Linked DNA regions of Gossypium arboreum: region 2 is linked to region 1. The links are chromatin contacts, called in public Hi-C maps. All regions are on one chromosome and are shown on one strand. The core of a region is the stretch at or near the end of the contact, and the rest is flanking DNA. Distances in the headings are between cores, read along the strand shown.

Region 1 (5,670 bases), core at 2,014-4,513:
TTGAATTTCTATCAATTTAACCCTTATTTCATCATTTTACTCAACATGAACATTATCTAGAAATCTAGTAACTTTCAAAATATTAACTTAATTTCATCAAAATCTTATTCCAAAGCTTCTAAAACATCAAAATTAAATAAAAAGGGCTAAATTGACATACCTATTTAAACCTCAAGCTTCAAACCTTCAATTTTCCCTTTCTTCTTTCTTTTCTCTTTTCTTTCTTTCTTTCCCTGCTTTTCGTTTTGCCTATTCTATTTCTATTTCTATTCTTTTTTTTTCATTAAACCATTATATATATATATATATAATATAATAACTTAATAATTATCCATTATAAAAATCTATTTAATAACAAATATTCTTTTAACATTTGTATCCATTATAATATCACACTTGTCTTTCACTAATCTATTTATTATATAAATATCTTTTACTTAATAATAATATATAATTTAATAATATACTTATATAATAAGTAAATATACATGTATTTTACAAATGTATGTATATTAGTATCACAAATGTCACTATACATACCATACATTTGTCAACTTTTTATTTATTTATCATATAATATTAATTTAATAATAAATACATTAATATTTACTTAAATAATAAGCAAATACATATATATATTACGAATGTGTGTATTATATTTATTATACTTGTATTTTATTTTTGCCATACACTTGGCACTCTTTTTATTTTATTTACTTATTTAGTCCTTTTAATTTTCTTTATTCTATAATTAAACTTTCACACTTCATTCAATTTAACCCTTTTATCCAATTATTCTTAATTAAATTAAATTCACTTAATTAAACTCTAATTAACCACTCATTTTACTTCGTAAATATTTTTAAATAAATATTTACGAATCCACTTTTCAGAAATAAAGACCCGAAAATACACTTTTTCGACATCGGTAAAATTCAGGTCATTACATTTTGCATGGCATAAAGCTTATTTTATGTATGGAAAATGTGTGATTGGTTTGGTAATTATATGATGAATTATCATAAGTGTGGGAATGGTCGTTTTGGGGCCTTATAACCAACCATTGAAATCTTATGTTAACTTGAAAATGTATGGAATTTGGAATATAGTGGACTATTGAGAATGTCGTGACTTCACACCCTAAATGTCGCGATGCCAGGCTATCTTGCCGTGACGTACCTTATTGATGTTGCGACATCGACTCTATAATGTTTTAAAAGCTTTACAATTTGGTCATCTTGTTGGAAAGTTGGTTACTGTCTTCAAGGACGCAACACCACCCATTGGATGTCATGACGCCAACCTTTGAAGTCATGACGTTGAACTCCAGGGTCGCGACGTCCATTTGGTATAGTTTGGAAAACTTTACAATTTGGTCCTCGGGTCATGAAGTATGTATACTGTTTTAAAGGTCGCGACATTGATTCCCTGATGTCGCGACATCAACTTGAAATCTTTGAAAATTTTGCATTTTAGTCCTCCAATGCTCTCGGGTCATCAAAAGAGCTTTCGGAAGCTCGTATAAACTCTGGTTCGAAATATATTATGATATACTAATATAATAATCGTGTTTATGAAATTGAGTTCTTATAATGATGGAGAAATACATTATGTTTAAATGAAGATGTTTTGGTAATGATTGTACATCCCATAGCTCGAACTTAGCGATCGGGTCAGGTATGGGGTGTTACCGGTTAGGTGTTCATCTTCCCTAGGTGTTACTTAGGTTCAAATTACTATTGTGCAAAACAAACCATTTTGTTAAAAAAATATTTTTAAAATATATAAAGAAAAATATATCAAAATAAATAGTTGATATTTTAAATAAAATATATTTAACATAATAATATATATTGAAAAATATATTTTATCATATAATTATTTATTATTTTGTCTATGTAAATAAAAAATTATTAATCAAAATATGAATTAAACAGATAAAAATAACAAGCAAAATATATCAAAACAATTAGTTGATATTTTTTAAAAATAAAATATATTTAATATCATATTATATATTAAAAATATTTTTATCATATAATTACATATTTAATATTTAGTCTATATAAAGAAACAAATATAAAAAACCCTATTTAGTCTATATAAAGAAACAAATTTAAAAAAAAACCCTTAAAAGCAACATGAATTAAAAATGAAAACATACCAAGATCACACTAACAAAATACCATGTGTAACCAATAAACCTTTATTGACACAAAACAGTTTTCTAAAAGCGATTTTCTAAAAAAATCCTATAAAGAGTGTTTTTGGAAGCCAAAATTAACTTATTTCCCTAAATAATATTAAAATGAATTAAAACCTTAATATCTTTTTAAAAATCAGTAAAGTTTATTTTCAATTTTTAAAAGGAAATTCATTAATTTATTTCATGAATAGGATTATACTATTCGAAGAAAAGAAAACAATAAACATCTATCATAGACAGTGAAGGGCAAGCTCCATGAACATAGTAAATGTTTAAATCTCAACATCAAATGAACATTATGGCACGTTAATAATTGATTCTATCACAACTCAAGTGCGACATATTTAGAGTAATTGTAAGAATTTAATACGATAAGAAAATTAGTTTTTAATGGTTCGAAAAAAATTAGAAAAAAATTACACACCCACCAATTTAGAAAGAACAACAACAAAATCATTCCTAAAAGCACTTACAAAAGTAATACTACATGTATAAGCACGACTAAAAAATATGCTATAAGAGTAGACAAAAAATTTCTAAAAGTAAATACTTATTAAACAATGAAAAAAAAACTTAAAATAACACGAATCCAAATCAACTTGTGAAATAATTCATTATTCACTCTTTAAAAAAAATACTAGTGGCTGATATAGTTTCAACGAAGGCATGCATCTTCATTTATCCATCACAATTTGTGAAGATATTAAAGATACGTATAAAATAAAATTGCAAACAAAAATAAAGAAAGAAAAAAAAATAAAGAGATAGTTGGAGGGAGAGAAAAAAAAAACGGATAATAGTCAAAGCTAGCATGACTGTTAAGCAAAACCAAAAAAAAAAAAATGAAGCAAAAGACTAAAAAAAGAAGAAGAAAATTTTAAAATTCTAGAGAAAGTTGTTAATTTAATTTTGCCCAAAATTAAATCTAACTCACAATCAAATAAACCTTAATAAAATAAGCTTGGTTCTATTATTATCTAATTAATCCAGTCCAATAGAATTAAATTTCTGACAAGCTAATTCGGTTGTAACTCAACAATGAAGATTCCAATAAATTCCAGACGTTGGACAGCAAAGCAATGACATCATACTTGAAACCATTTAGCTTTTCTGACTGACGCACTCTGTCTTTATTAATAAGCGGGAGAAAACTAAACCACACAAACCGAATCAGCTTTCCCATCCTTCGCTGTTAAACTCTTCCACACTTAACTTCTCTTTTCCTGTTTCCGTTTTCATTTCGACGATGAAGAAAGCGGAGCTAGTGTTCATCCCATTCCCCGCAAAGGGCCATTTGGTATCCGCAGTTGAAGTGGCTAAGATTTTAGTGGATCTCAATTCCAACCTCTACATCTCTTTTCTCATCATCAAGCAACCCGTCGGCGCTGAACGCACCGCCTACGCCGACTCCCTCACCGCTGCCACCACCACCACTCGCATCAAATTCATTCACCTCCCTCAACCTGATTCAGACATAGATGCGGCTAACTTTATTAGGAGTGTAGTTCAAACCCAGGAACCACTTGTGAGAGAGGCCGTCACCAAAATAGTTGAGCACTCGAACTCAGTTCCCGGCTCACCTCGACTCGCCGGGTTTGTTCTCGACTTATTTTGTACTTCTTTTAGAGACTTGGCTAACGACTTCGGCGTTCCTAGCTATCTGTTTTGCACTTCGGGTGCTGGTTTTCTTGGCTTCCTATTTTTCATTCAAGCTCTTCATGATGAGCAAAATTTTGAGTTCGTTGAGTTAACAGACTCGGAGACTGAGTTCACTATTCCATCTTATGTCAACCCGGTTTCCGCTAAACTCTTTCCATCTGGAACGTTCAAGCCTGAAGGTTTTGGTTTACTCCTTTCCATGGCGAAACAAGTGAGAGAAATGAAGGGCATCATGGTAAATACATTTTTAGAGCTCGAATCGCATGCAGTTGACTCCCTTTCTAATGGCAAGCTTCCACCCGTGTACCCGGTGGGACCCATATTGAATACTGAAGGCTCTAGCGGGATCCATCAGAATTATGACTCAATCATGCAATGGCTCGATCAACAACCACGTTCATCTGTGGTGTTTCTTTGCTTTGGGAGCATGGGAAGTTTTAGTGCGAATCAGGTAAAGGAAATCGCTTGTGCCCTGGAGCAGAGTGGGCACCGATTCTTGTGGTCTCTACGTCGAGCCCCGGAGCAGGTAAACGGTAAGATGGGACACCCGACTGATTACGAGAATGTGGCAGAGGTGTTACCGGAAGGATTCTTGGATCGAACGGCTGAGATTGGTAAGATCATAGGGTGGGCACCACAATCGGCCATCTTGGGCCATCCTGCGACAGGAGGGTTTGTGTCGCACTGCGGCTGGAACTCGACATTGGAGAGTATATGGTTTGGAGTGCCAATGGCGACGTGGCCGCTCTACGCAGAGCAACAGCTGAACGCGTTGCAATTGGTGAAGGAGTTGGGATTAGCGGTGGAGATTAAAATGGACTACAGGATAGATGGCGGGGGTGAGGTTGAACTCGTGAAGGCGGAAACAATAGAGAGAGGAATTAGGCGGTTGATGGAACATGATAGTGACGTTCGGAAGAGGATGAAAGAGATGAGTGATCGGAGTAGGAAGGCTTTGAAGGACGGTGGATCTTCACACTCCACGTTATGTCGTTTTATTGATGATGTCGTGGACAACATGCCATGAAACTTCAGCACATTGCCATTGCTATTATTATTTCTAAAATAATGTATTCAAAATCAAGATTTAGCTTAGCTTATTTAATATACTTATATTAGAAATATATAAATTTGGCACACTCATTTTGTGATAAAATGTATAATATATTGCTATTTCTCCTAGTGCAGGAGAGGGGTTTCTTTATAGAATATTTTTAATAATGTTGAGGTTGTTACGAGATTATGAGTGTAACTACTCAAGTTTCATATGTGAAAATTTATCTTATGAAGGAATAAAACTTTAAAAATTAGATTAATTCGAACTAAGTAAATTGGATTTCTTATTTTGTGAAAATATCTTGAAATTATTTGATTTATCTTAAACTTTATCAGGATATTGATAATCCTAGTTTATTGGCTAGGTTGGTGGGGATTAATATTATAATTGATATTTTTATCAAGTCCAATAATACTTAATAAATTTTAGACTTGCATAGGTTAGATATATTGAGAGTTTTAGCACTTGACCTATTCATTTGTAAGTTGTTTTAGTGAGTACAATTTGTAAGTAAAATAAGCAGTGTAACACCTAGTTACCTAACCCGGTCACTGGATCTGACCTACAAGGTGTCACATTTATTTTCGGAGCAACTATGATTAATTTAAATTCGATTAAAATCCATTAAACATTCATATATAAGTAACACATATGTATAAAATGGTGCATAATCGTTTGTGGGTGTCATATGAGCTTACAAAAGCTCTTTTGCTAACTCGATATTGAAGTAAGACCAAATTGTAAATAT
Region 2 (5,670 bases), core at 982-3,481, 620 kb before region 1:
AATACCTCAGAACCCCTTCGGCGACGAATTGGGTTAGGGGGTGTTACAGGGCTAATCTATGAAAATTGAACTAGCTCTGATACTACTTGTTAGGATCGACTCGATTAAGAAACAAGTAAAAAAATAGCAAAATAAATTGAAAAATTGAACACACAAATTTAACATGGAAAAACCCCTCCAAAGAGGATAAAAAACCACAGGTAAAGATAATTTTACTATAATGGAAAAAGAACGAATAGTACAAAAGATGGAGATAAAAATTAAACCCCGAAAACCTGAAAACAAAGAACCCGTAAACACAAAATTCTCTAAATGTATTATGAGTTCTAATATCTAATGGGTGTATTTTCTAAAGTTGTAAAAGAGCCTATTTATAGGCTAAATTCATAGGTCAAATAATAATAAAATAATCTAAACTAATTAGTGTTTGATTGAAATAAATAAACAGAGTTTAATTAGAAGATTATTTCTCAAATTTGACTGAAATAGGAGTCATACTTAACAAAAAACATGTACCATTCTACTGAAGTTTATAACTATAAATATCACAAAGTAGCTCAGTTTTGAAAACTTTTAAATCTTCTGTTGTAACTGTAAAATTATTTTCTTAACAGATTTTTTTCAACAATAGAAGACATAAGATTCCTTATGCATTTGGTTGTAAACATTATGACTAAAGATATACAAAAAAGTTAATCATTCATTTATGGTCTATTACAAATCTATGCACATCTTATGAGACATGCAACATTTACCAAAGAAAATCACAAATTTAGGATATGACCACGAAAGCGGAAAATGAATAATTCAAAGTCTGTTACAGTCTAACGATAGAAACTCCAAGGACTATTTTATGGACAATACATAGCATGCTTTCTTATCATATTCAATAACATTAGCTCTCATGCTACCTACTTTGCAATCACGTCCAATGTCCTCAAATAAAAAAAAAATTCTAAGTACATGTAAAACCTAAACATGAAAATTTTTAAAAATTGAACAAAAATTACTAAATATAGAAAACATGCATGAAACATTCCAAAATCCCCCCTCGCAATAAAATCAAACATTGTCTTCAATATTTAAAAGTATATGGAAAAGGTTGATTGAATCTTAGTTCGACTAGCATTGGCATTGTTGTCAGTGTAAGAGGACATGGATTCAAGTGTGTTGAAGCGCATTATCCTCATATTTAAAGGTTAGAGAAGGGTATTTCGATTTAAGCTCGAATCTACAAATAAAGGCAACTACTTCTCCACAAATGATTTGGACAATTTTTGACTCCAAACATGTGGTAAACCTATAAAGATTCAAACAAAACAAAACATAATAAAAATTCTAATTTTAAAAAAATATACATAATATCCTAAATAGTTATTACATGCCCCTAAAATAAAAATAAAAGTAGAATTTGATCTCTCCAAAAATTAAAATTAAAAATACTCTTTTGAAGCTTAAGATTGTTTTGGGCACAAAACTCCTTCACCATTATTATCCTTCTCAAACAAGGACATATTCGCCAAATCTACCAATATTTTTTTCATGATTCTCGTGAAGGTCTGGCTCCTTCCCTTCTCTATCAATTCTCTTTGATACTTCTCACAACATCTTTTCATTATGTAGATAGTAAATTCTCTAATTGTCTTCGATTTTGCGTCTCTATGTTGAACTTTATTCTCACTTTTGGAATAATAAGTCTCAGATCCTCAATTGAATGTATTATTCTACATGGAGGTTTTGTTTCTCGTACTCCGAGGAGAGCCTGAAGGGTTCACAGAGTATAGAGAACACCTCGATTGATATAGATATGACTTGCAATATCACGGGAAGGTTTCAATATTGTTAGAAATATTAATAATGCAAAATGTGGCTGCCAGAGATTGAACCATCAATAAAGGCTTTTATACCTTACCTTAGCATACCTAAGTAATCTCTATACTCTGTGAGCCATTCGGGCTCTCCTCAAAGTGCAGGAGACAAAATCCTCACATAGGACACATTCCATTGAGGCTTTGAGACTTAATCCTTTCAACATCCACTTTATAAAATGATAATATCATTTGATACATAGCATTTTATGATTAATTGGATATTTTAATCAGTTTTTTAACATTTAAAGGATTAAACTGATAAATTTTTTATAATATTTGAGAATGAAGGGGGTAAAAAAATTTAAACCCAAGTTAATAAAATGATATAAGACTGTATTAAGTCAAGGTTAAATTATAAACGCAAAGAGTAAAAGAGGAAAAGAAATTGAAATAAGTAAAATAGAAGCGTAAGAAGCGCGTATGCATTCTCAGCCAGGCTGTGGGTTCAGAGGAAAGCCGAAATCCAATTTATATTATTATTAGTATTATTATTTATTATTATGAGACAGAAGAAATAACAGAACTCCCAATTTCCTTTTCCCTTTTTTCTTAATTCTAGAATCTCCGCCATGAGCAACAACGGTAATAATAGCAACAGTTCCGATCCCGATCGCCCTGTCCGTGTTTACGCCGATGGGATCTACGATCTCTTCCACTTCGGCCACGCTCGCTCCCTCGAACAAGCCAAGAAATCGTCCGTTTTAATCCCTTCTCTCTCTCTCTCTCTCTCTTTTTTCTATGTTTGATTTTATTACTTTTCTGGGTATCTTTCGAATTTTCCCGTGATTAATGGATTTCTTTCAAAATCTTCATGTTTGGTTATTTTTTATCTGTGTAACTTTTCTGGGTTTTTTTTTTTTATGTCAAGTTTTTTAAATTTTTATTATGTTTGTTTGCATAAAAGATGCTTTTACTTGATGTTGTATATCCACAACTTCATGCTTGGATTGCTTTTTCCCTGATTATGCGATTCAATTTTGTGAGATTTTAGGTTTCCCAATACGTATTTGCTGGTTGGATGTTGCAATGATGAAACAACACACAAGTACAAGGGCAAAACTGTTATGACCGAATCAGAACGTTATGAATCCCTTCGCCATTGCAAGTATAACTCTCAGCCACTCTGTTTATTTTACTGAAAATATTATAAAAAAAAAGATCACCCAGGATGCATATTTGAGGTATAGTTTGGTTGTTGCTTTTGCTACTTGAGTTTTGCTTTTGAGATTTTCAAGAAAATTTTCCTTTCGTTGTGAAAGTAGTAGATTTGAAGAATTAAAATTGTAAAATTTTTGGATTAGGCTTAATTTTACTATTCAACGGAATAATTATGTTAGAATTTGATGTTGTGTTATTTCTTTTCTTTTAATCAATTATTGCTTTTAGGAAGTAAAATCTCGGTAAATTTCCTTTAGCAAAGGCTGCAATCTAGTGGAACCTGAAATATAGATTTACTTAACTTTTTGTTTACACTTTGAAGTAAATCAGTTATCTTCTCTTACAATAAGATTTTTCATTTTTGCTTTGCAAAATGTGAATTAACTTTGTTCCTCAAAATAACTGTTAATTCATTTAGTGAAACCTTAAATATAGATTCACTTTGAATGACTTCGTTATTTATTTTGTTACAGGTGGGTTGATGAAGTCATTCCTGATGCTCCATGGGTGATCGATCAAGAATTTCTGGATAAACACAATATTGACTACGTGGCTCATGATTCACTTCCGTAAGGCTAGACAATTCTTGCTTTGAGATTAAATTATTAATGTTGACTGTGAGGGTGTTAAGAAAATAAATATATAAATAAAAACCAAGGGCCTAATTGTATAAAATTTCCTACTACTTTCTAGTTCCAGATAAATATGTAAATACCCAGCATTAAAATATTCATGTAGTCTTTACACTTTGCCATGAACCGTTTACAGCTATGCTGATGCCAGTGGAGCTGCGAATGATGTGTACGAATTTGTAAGTTTATTGAGACAATCCTGCCCACTTGTTGTATTTGGTGCTTTAAAATTTTGCATTTTATTAAGCAACCTCATGCTCTCAGGTTAAAGCTGCTGGGAAGTTCAAGGAAACAAAACGAACTGATGGGATTTCTACGTCAGATATCATAATGAGAATTGTTAAAGATTATAACCAATACGTGCTGCGTAACTTGGACCGTGGGTATTCTAGGAAAGAGCTTGGAGTTAGCTATGTGAAGGTAAGATCTCTGTCTTGAATGTCTTGTTTTAGTTGAGAATGCTCCTTCCTTGATATTCCTTTTTAATGTCAACAGGAAAAGAGATTGAGAGTGAATATGAGACTGAAGAAACTACAAGAGAAAGTTAAGGAACAACAAGAAAAAGTGGGAGAAAAGGTATGTTCACTCTCATGTGAGGTTGATCTAGTTTAATGATTGTTCCCTTTTTTGTTATGCTTGTATCACATAAGCTGTATGATTGGAAACTATTACACCATGCTCACTTTATAGCGATTTTAGCTTTTTGATTGCACTTGAAGTCTTTTGTCTCAGTTCTTGACAGTTTGTCTATCCGTTATACTTTAGGGATTTTTATCACATATTTTTCCTTTAAATTTGCCTCAAATTTTGGATCATGTGCATAAATAATTGGGGGCTTGAAGTTGTAAACATTTCTTAGAGAAATAACCAAGTAGCAAAATTAGCTTGATTCTAATGTAGTTATTTGTCATTATAATTGTCATGCTGAATTTCTTTTATGTGGATGTATGTTATATGTTTGTATGAAGTCTAAACTCCCTGAATTTATTCAAGTTAAACTTTTGGAGGAACTATATTAGGAAAATCTCTTGTATCAAACTGAAAAGAAAAAAAGCTTGAACAGTTTTTGTGTGTTTTCATTTGGCTTAATTAACAGCAGTATATCGAAATTATGTTGTCCTCAGGGTACGTTATTCTCCTTATAACCTCAGTATAGAGGTTGAAGTGCTTGCATAGCTAAGTAATTTAATATTGACTTGTTTATGCTTTTTCTAGACTTCTACAATTTCATTAATGTAAGATTGTGCAGACACCTTTCATGTGTATGTAACTAGAATAGCATTGTGACCTTTCAGTAAACATTTGTGCATTAGATGCATATAACTCATCTCTTCCCCCCTGCCCTTTGTTACAACACCCTGGTACCTCCCCATTTGTACGCCTGTCATTTTTCCCTCTACCACCCTTTACTTACAAAAGTTGATAAAATGTTTTATAAACTTACACATATGCATACATGGTAATAACCACCCCAAAAAAGAGTCATTTACCATGAAGAACCTGGGTGAAGGGAGGAGCCAGCTTAAGAACTGTTAAACTTAAAATCTGTTCCTTGGGGCAGTGCTGAAAATATCAATTGTTAAATTGCTTCATGATTCATATTTGATCAATTCTGCATCATGTTTGTACTTTTATGCATGGTTGCACCTTCATCATGCTGGCTAGAGAAGTTGGATTTAGGTGAATTGACTGTCTGGTTGGAGACTACAGCCATAAGATCAAGATACGAAATCAAGTGCCATCAGAAGTTGAGGTGATAGTATGATGCATGAATTATAGAGGGTTATGGTATTTTGTTCGATTCCAATTTCTTCATTTTCACTGCTTGATCAGTTTGGTCTAGATTTAAATTCTTGTATTTTGCCATGGGTTTATAGTGAGATTTAAATCCTTCAAACTGCAAATTCTTCCTCCACCCCCTGGATTTATGCCCCAGAAGGGATCATTAAAGTTATGAATGTGAGGTTAACTGTTTCTAGTAACAAATTGTATTCAAGTTCTATGAGGTG

What was found. Hi-C and Micro-C count contacts between places; a contact is called where the count stands out from the background.
Region 2: a Hi-C map of leaf shows a contact between it and region 1, with 2.0 times the contacts expected there. The contact joins the promoter of LOC108456596 here to the promoter of LOC108474010 in region 1. A contact is called at or near these places in 2 of 5 Hi-C or Micro-C datasets (both in leaf).

What each region holds. Positions count from the first base shown.
Region 1 is chr7:13,239,024-13,244,693 of ASM2569848v2, reverse strand. LOC108474010 (anthocyanidin 3-O-glucosyltransferase 2-like) reads left to right here and starts at 3,263. Exons shown (of 1, transcript XM_017775910.2): 1 at 3,263-5,196. The coding sequence starts at 3,453. The coding sequence ends at 4,892.
Region 2 is chr7:13,854,787-13,860,456 of ASM2569848v2, reverse strand. LOC108456596 (choline-phosphate cytidylyltransferase 1-like) reads left to right here and starts at 2,231. Exons shown (of 8, transcript XM_017755146.2): 1 at 2,231-2,565; 2 at 2,863-2,976; 3 at 3,503-3,598; 4 at 3,798-3,840; 5 at 3,926-4,081; 6 at 4,157-4,237. The coding sequence starts at 2,441.